2 separate regions of the Mus musculus genome follow, and region 1 is linked to region 2. The links are chromatin contacts, called in public HiChIP or PLAC-seq maps. All regions are on one chromosome and are shown on one strand. Each heading gives the region's core, a stretch centred on a gene start, on an enhancer-like site or on the middle of the called end of the contact. The rest is flanking DNA. Distances are from core to core; before and after follow the strand shown.

Region 1 (3,843 bases), core at 585-3,084, 270 kb after region 2:
TATATATATATATATATATATATATATATATTGCTCATTTCCTTTTGTCACATCAGTTAGACACTTTGAAAGGATTGTTCTCTTATGTAAAATTGTATTTGCTTTAAATTCATAGAAACAATAGCAATATCTGTTCTTTCTCTGGCAAAATGATGCTTGATGCTCGATACTCAGCACCGCACTATAATTCTCTGTGCTCAGAGCAGAAAGTTCTCTGTGAACTGAGTGGAAAGGTCGGCTGTTTGTCCTCCCCCGATGTAAAACCTCAAGTGTGACTTTATTCTCAGCCCTCCTTGCCCGTTGGTTTCATGTCAAAACTTGTTCTTCACATATTTCAGAAGCAGTGGAGAAACGCACCGTCATTGTCGTGTAGTTTAAGTTTACATGCAATGTTTTCTTTTTAAGTTATATAATGAAATAGAGGATTTTCCGGTAACCTTTAAAAGGCTAAATAAGTTGAGCTGTGATGATTAATGACCTTTTTTGTCTTCATAAACATTTCCTTGCCATTTAAACAAGCATCTGCACATGAAATAAACTATCTTGCCAGTGAGCCAACGTTCTTTTATTTATTTATTTATTAGATATTTTCTTTATATACATTTCAAATGGTATCCCGAAAAGTCACCTATACCCTCCCCCCCGCCCTGCTTCCCTCCCTACCCACTCCCACTTATTGGCCCTGGCATTCCCCTGTACTGAGTCATATAAAGTTTGCAATGCTAAGGGGCCTCTCTTCCCAGTGATGGCCAAGTAGGCCATCTTCTGCTACATAAGCAGCTAGAGACATGAGCTCTGGGGGGGAGGGGGTACTGGTTAGTTCATATTGTTGTTCCACCTATAGGGTTGCAGACCCCTTCAGCTCCTTGGGTGCTTTCTCTAGCTTCTCCATTGGGGGCCCTGTGTTCCATCCTATAGATGAATGTGAGCATCTACTTCTGTATTTGCCAGGCAATGGCATAGCCTCATACGAGACAGCCAAACCAGGGTCCCTTCATCAAAATCTTGCTGGTATATGCAATAGTGTCTGGGTTTGGTGGCTGATTATGGGATGGATCCCCGGGTGGGGTAGTCTCTGGATAGTCCATCCTTTCATCTTAGCTCCAAACTTTGTCTCTGTAACTCCTTTCATGGGTATTTTGTTTCCTATTCTAAGGAGGAATTTTCAACACTAAACAAAGAAGTTGATTTTCCCCTTACACTAGGTGATAAGGTCCTCAATTTCAATGTTATAATTAAATTCTTCCACTGGAATAATAAGCTTTGCAAAAATAGCACACCTTATAAGAATAAAAAGGAATGCATTTCTCTTAAAAACAGTTTCAAGACATTGATAACCATTTATATAATTGGCTATTTAACATTTCATGTAGGATAAACCACTATATATTTTTGAAAATAAACTTGCAATTCTTATTCTGGTGGAATTTTTTTTTATGTTTTCCTTGGGGAAATAAAAATATATACGGTCTTCCATACATTCTGTATTTCTCATAGGCTAATATAGCTGATCTTTGGAAGTAGAGTTGAATATGCAAGAGGTGATTTTTTTTTCTGAGTGTTTTTGAAATATACTCAGTCTAATGGAGGATCATGTGTAGAGTGCTAAGCAGTGCAGGGTGTTCATTAGCTACAACTTATAAAGGCCCTGGAGTTTGTTTTTCCCATCCTCTCATTGGAGATAGTTGCATGGTTTTCAATTAAAATCTCCATTTACATCCAGCTGGCAAAGTAAGCATCCTTTTTACCAATAGAGAGCAAAGGTCACTGACTCCCGCTTGAACAGATGGTTAAAATATATGCCCTTCCCTTCACTGTGCTGATACCTTTGAGCCACCCCGAGCAGGCCTAGGGAGCAGATTCTGAAGGGTGAAATCGCATGTGGACTTTCACCTTATTTACTGATGTAGCATCGGTAGCTGTTGGTCCAGATGCTGTAGCGGCTGTTGCTTTGTGGATTGGGATTCAGGAGCAGCTGTTGTGCTTTGCTAGAGTGTCTTTCCGAAATTCAAAATTTAATAGCCTGAGACTCTAGTCACTGAAAGCTATGCTGAAAGTTAATTTGCTGAATCCAAGTTTATTTTCTTGCCTCAGCTATGGTTTTTGATGGAGCCTCTAGTGAAGAAAATACTAAATTGGTGCCTTAGAGGTCCAAGAGGCTAAGACTGTAATGGCTACAGGACAGGCATGAGGTTTGCAGTCTAATGACTTAGCTGGGTTTGAATGGTCGCAGGTTTAAGTCCATATGCTGCAGTAAATTTTACTTGGAGATATGCTTTGAGAGTTACAAGAGAGCATGACCTACAACCTTTGGCATAGTCCCAGCTTTTAATCTATTTACCAAGCCTGAGATATTATTTTGTAGTTTTTCTGATAGATAAGTTGTTTTTATTTCTGTATTTATTCCCTTACATTGTAGAGGTCTATTTTGTTCCCAATAATTTGGAAAAAATCCCAATATTGCTCTAGGACATAGATGTCCTTACACCCAGGAGCAGGTGGACAGATTGTTCTGGTGGAGTATTTAAAAACAATGCTAAGGTGATTATAGGTATGTTAGCGAAGTAGTGGTGGAATGGGGAGGAGTTAGTAGGAGGATCGCGGATGAATATAACCAACATACATTGTATGAACGTCTCAAAGAAATAATAAAATAGTTTTAAAAAGAAATGAGCTTTCAATAATGTGAACAAGATCCTGTAATTGGAAGTAGTCAACAGGAGGAATTAATTTGTCCCATACTCTACCACTGTGGTCCTCCAAAAAGGAGCAAAAGTCATAGCACCTTGAGATGGAGTATTTCAACTCTTTTTCAATTGCACTGAGGAGTTCAGGCCCCTATAATCACCCTGTGTTTCCATCCCCTAATTCCTGGACTCGCAGTTTTGTAAATAGATTTATAGTTTTACTTGTCAGAGTTTTGTGAATAAGTCTAAGTTCTCTCATTCTGACGTGGACAAGATTGTAAGTGATGGAGTTAACTGTAGGAAGGATGATAGCTTGAACTTGCCCTTTCCACACCAAAAAGCATACAGGTGTAGGTGCCACGAGTGTAACATGAAAGTTGAGGGAAGTAACTGCAACTGAAAACACTAGTCATCAGAAGCAATCCATTCCACCAGTCTATAATCTATTCTAATTTAACTAGCATCTCTACAGATAGCCAGAGTTCCAGAACTGGAGGGGGAAAAAAACTGGTAATAGTAAGGCTACATATAGACTATTGAACCTTGAGAGACAATAGACTGTGTACTGAGGATAGAGCAAAACTCACAGTGAAAGCTTCAAGCTGAAGTCAAGGGTCTCAGAAACCAGATTGGTATACCAGGTTCCTACAACCAGATCAGCAAGTTTGGGCCCAAAGAGTAGAAATTTCTTCATTTCTACAGACAGAAAAGACCACTGCAGGATGTTAATCTGATGTTAAGTAGTATCATGCCTAGTGGGAACACTAGAATTTCTCAATTAATGATAAGCTCCTGCCAAATGCAAAGACAGGTCTTGCTATCACTATGAAATAATAAAAATATCAATATTGTGACTTTGCCATGCTTGTATTTGATTGCATAAGATAAATAGTTGAGGATTCACCTTATTCGTAATAAACAATGATAATAACATTTTTATATATTCTAATTTTGTTTTAAATATGGAGGCAATGCTTGTGTGAATATTTGTCTATTTGCACATATATGTATATTCACATAAAAGTGTTTGTTTATGAGGTATACTTAGTTATAACTTTCAGGCTCCTGGTGATGATGTATTTAATTTGAGAATGGAATATTTTGTATGAGAACAAAAGACATTTATTATATATTTTATCTTGTAGGTTTTACATAT
Region 2 (4,148 bases), core at 206-2,705:
GAACTGGAATTACAGGAGTTTGTTTGTGAGCCATATTGTTGGGGAGCTGAGAATCAAACTCTTGTCCTCTCAAGAACAACATGTGATCTTAACTGCTGAGCCATCTATCCCTTCAGCCCCCTGACTACCTCCTTGGAGACTGACTGCAAATGGCTTAAAGCTCCTCAACTAGACTAGACTTCTTTCTGTTCCCTGAGCGCTAGCATTTTGTATGAACTTTTGAAGATGCGACAAGCAAGCACTCTATCACTCTATAAGGAGGATGACGGGCTAAAGAGGAGTTCTTGGAAAAGAAGATGTGCTGAACAATTCCGACAGTAACGAAGGTGCCTAGGATAGAGGCAAATGCAAGGATTTAGGCTCCAGGAGTCGCTCTGGTCACCAGTCATCAGGAAACCAGCATCCTGCAGATTTATACTTCAGTACTACAGAACTAGGCCTGACCCTGTACTGACTTCTCAGGAACTGGGAGACCAGTGTCCACAAGGCCTCACTACTGGATAGCATTTCTTTTCTTCTTTTTCTGATTGGTTAGTTTCAGGAGCTGTGGGTTTCAGGGCAGACTTAAGTATATTTGATCTCTGTGCTCATTAGCGTGAAGAAAGGCTCAGGAAGTTGGTTAAACCCGAATTTTCACTTGCATCCCATTTCACAGACTTCTGAGAACTTGGGAGAAAATGTTAAGGTTATAGTGTTTGAGAGAATCTGATGAGAGAAGATTACAACACCTTGTCCCTCCTGGGGTCCTGTTTCTTGCATGGCCAGCAGCCATTGTTTTATCTTCACATGCCCTAAGCCTAGTGATTTAAGAATCCAGTGTTTTGTAGGTGGAACCTCTCTCTCTCTCTCTCTCTCTCTCTCTCTCTCTCTCTCTCTCTCTCTCTCCTTCCCTCTTTGTGTGTATGTGTGTGTGTGTGTGTGTGTGTGAGAGAGAGAGAGAGAGAGAGAGAGAGAGAGCCGACAGGAGAGGAGTAAAGACCTATGGCCCTCTATCTGTTCTTAGGAAAAAACAAAACAAAACAAAACATTAAGATGAGCCGAAAGCAGCTACCACCTAGAGAGGTGGCTTTGGCCCCGTTCCTAGGTTTCTTTTCTGCTCATTTCTTCCCTGGCTTTGTGTTAGGTACACTGGGGCAAGAGCAACAATTGGAAATGCAATATTCTTTATCTCCAGAAAAATATAGCGTGATAACATTTACTCTCCTCAAACACTTTGTCTTTTTTGGTGGTTTGTTTATATCAGGAAAGGGAACATCTCGGAAGTGTGTGGAGGCCATAAAGTGATTGAGAAAATAGGGACCTTTTGCTGGTAATCTTTCCCCTCCTGCCTAGTGGCTCGCGATCCATTCCAGGTTTTGCGGCCGACTCTGCCTCTGAATTTCGGCTGTGCACTGGGTAGCACGTTTCTCCCTCTCTCCCTCCCCTCCTTTCTCCTTCCCTCTTGCCTCCTGTGTCAGTCTCCAGGATTTTCTCTCTTCCCATTTCAAGAAGACTCTCACTGGCTCCCTCAGTCTATGTGAAGCTGAGGTTTCCCCTCGATCCCGTACATCTCCATCACATACCTCCACGCACACACCTCCCCGAGAGCCCCGCGTTCACACCCACAAACACGCGCGCTCACACTCGCGCCGGCCTGTCCATCTCCCTCGGGGTGGGGGGAGCCGGCGCGCGGTCCCACCTTCGTCGCGCACACTGGATAGGCGAGCTCGCAGCGCTCCACGACTCTGCGGCTCGGAACTCGGACCGCAGGGCTGAACACCCCTACTGTGGTGTTTAAAAAAAAAAAAAGACATTTCTTTGCCTTTTCCTCTTTTCTCCTCTTTCTCCAACGATTTTCTACCGGAGTGGCTAGCGGAGCCGGCAGCCTTCCCAAGGCAGCCCTGGTTGGCTTGCCATCCTCCATCTGGCTTATAAAAGTTTGCTGAGTGCAGTCCAGAGGTCTGCGCGGCTCGTCCCCTCGGCTGGCGGAAGGGGGTGACGCTGGGCAGCGGCTAAGGAGCGCGCCGCAGGCTCTGGCGGGCTTTCGGCTCGAGGGGCAAGGTGAAGAGCGCACAGGGAGCTGGGGGCTGCCGAGGTGGACTTGCATGTTGCACCATGCCTTCTTGGATCCGGGCTGTGATTCTTCCTCTCTCCGGGCTGCTGCTGACCCTCCCGGCCGCGGCGGACGTGAAGGCTCGGAGCTGCAGCGAGGTCCGTCAGGCTTACGGTGCCAAGGGATTCAGCCTGGCGGACATCCCCTACCAGGAGATCGCAGGTAAGCGTGGGCCCCGGGCCCGCTGCAGCCCCGAGAGGCGGCGGGGCGCCCTCTCCCTACCCCCTGTTGCTCAGTTGGTGCTCACTTTCTGCGGGTACCTCCCAGGGACCCCGCGTCCCTGCATCCAGGCGGCGGAGGCTGATCCCGTTTTTCGGGCGGGAGGAAGGTGTGCGTGCCCGCCGCCTCATTGTGTGCACACGCGGGAGCACCCTCGTCCCTCGCCCCTCTCTCCCTGCATTTGCTCCCGCGCCCTGCTACCTCCGTGGCTGGCCTAGAGCCTGGCCCGGCCGCTGGAGCAAAGGACGGTGGAGTGAGGACGGCTAGCGGAGGCAGAAAGCGGAGCCGGGCGCCCATAGCATCCCCCTCGCTGGGGCAAACTTGGGAGAACTGCGGCCGCAGTTTGCTCAGCGCCACCGTCTGAGTGGCGCCTTCTCCACTCCCGCCTTCGCGCCGGCGGGGGCGGTGGAGAGACGCGGAGATTCCCCTACTCAAGCTCTCTGCTCTCCAGGTCCTTTCCAGGGACTGGGCGCCCGGCTCCTGGGCTGGGGACGGGCCACTAAGGGGACCCATTGCTCGGGTCTCTAGGATCTGCACGTTGGAGTCCCGAGGCAGTTGGAGGAGGTGTCTTAGTACTCTGTCTGCTTCAGATTTGGGGCGGACTTTCCCATTAGGGTGCCCCAGTGCTTCCCGGACTGCGGTTGGTCACTCGGGCTGAGGAGACAACCGGGCCACCCGGCGTGGCGCCGGGTCCCGAGCATGGCCTCCCGCTCTGGCCGGCTGGTGCACGCGGAGCCAACTTAAGCAAGTGACCCGATGGGGGCGTTCGTCTCCGGGGTCTGCACTTCAGGTTCTCCGGCTCTCCTGGTCACAAGCATTCCTTCCTCCCGAGCTCTCGAGCCCCCACCCTCTGCCGGAGCAGCAACTTGCAGAGCAGCCTGGGTGTGTGTTTTCCAGCTCTTAGCGCCAACCGACTCCTAGCTTCTTTGGGGCTCTGTGAATGAAACGTGTCGGGGACAGATAATCCTTTGGCTGCTAGGGAGCCGAGCTGAAAGAGGCCAAGGGGAGACTAGGGATGCTGTGAGGGCGCGGGCTGCTCAAACCGGGTAGCTGAAGTCGTCCTATGTGACCTCAGATCGCTAGATCTCCACCAGACACTGTTTTTCCAAAGAACTGGTGGACTAAAGGAAAACACTTGCAAATATCGTAAAACATCTTAGTTTTTAATACGTTGTGGAATTAATGCTTTATGACGATCGGCTTCGAAACGCTGGGGTGAGGGTCTTTACTTATATTTCTATCAATTTGGGTATTACTAAAAGGAAAACAAACCACGCTTATGTATCATAAACAGCGTGGTGCTTTATGTAGAAGGAGCCCCCTTCCCCCTTCCGCACCCTCTCCCCAATTCACAGCTAGGCGTTCCGTTCCCTGGATCTAGTAAGCTTGAGAAAGTGTAGTGAATTATAAGAATACTTACTCTTCAGTCTCTGGGATTTCGCCCACCCGACTTGAGCACTCCCTAATTTGTTAATCAATGACTAGAAAGGCAGTGCTCCTGCAACTCCTTAAGTTTCTTAACCACCATTCCCTTTGTCTACTGTTATTTCATTCTTTCTAATTAATTGATAAGGATCAGCTTCACCTTTTTAACTCACCACATCTCAGGAAATTCAACTTTTAAAACGTTTAGAGTTGGGCTCCCTTCTAGGAACTCGTTTTTTTTCTCCTCTAATCTGGCCATTTTAAAACTGCATCTTTTAAACACACATATTTCCCAACATGATTTCAGAAGATAAGATATCTTCAAGAAGAAAACAGCAAAGTATTTTTAAATTGCATCGGTATTCTTTAGTAGATTCTGAGACTCTCAGGAGACTTGCCTTGACCCTCGGCA

The links. HiChIP or PLAC-seq counts read pairs in DNA pulled down with a chosen protein or histone mark.
Region 1: an H3K4me3 HiChIP or PLAC-seq map of neural tube shows a contact between it and region 2, with 4 times the contacts expected there. The contact joins the enhancer-like site here to the promoter of Gpc6 in region 2. A contact is called at or near these places in 1 of 39 promoter capture datasets (the 3T3-L1 cell line), 1 of 484 Hi-C or Micro-C datasets (nephron progenitors) and 3 of 115 datasets of contacts at active chromatin or transcription factors (cardiomyocytes, neural progenitor cells and neural tube).

What each region holds. Positions count from the first base shown.
Region 1 is chr14:117,195,162-117,199,004 of GRCm38.p6, forward strand. All of the region lies in intron 2 of Gpc6 (glypican 6), which reads left to right. Among named protein-coding and RNA genes, the nearest start is that of Gm52112, 69 kb to the left of the region's middle. Within about 2 kb of position 1,835, at least 6 of the 459 cell types and tissues checked have an H3K27ac peak or open chromatin away from gene starts, as enhancers often do. A contact at or near this core is called in neural tube, where this site is marked.
Region 2 is chr14:116,923,842-116,927,989 of GRCm38.p6, forward strand. It overlaps Gpc6 (glypican 6), which reads left to right and starts at 1,456. Exons shown (of 9, transcript NM_011821.3): 1 at 1,456-2,254. The coding sequence starts at 2,095.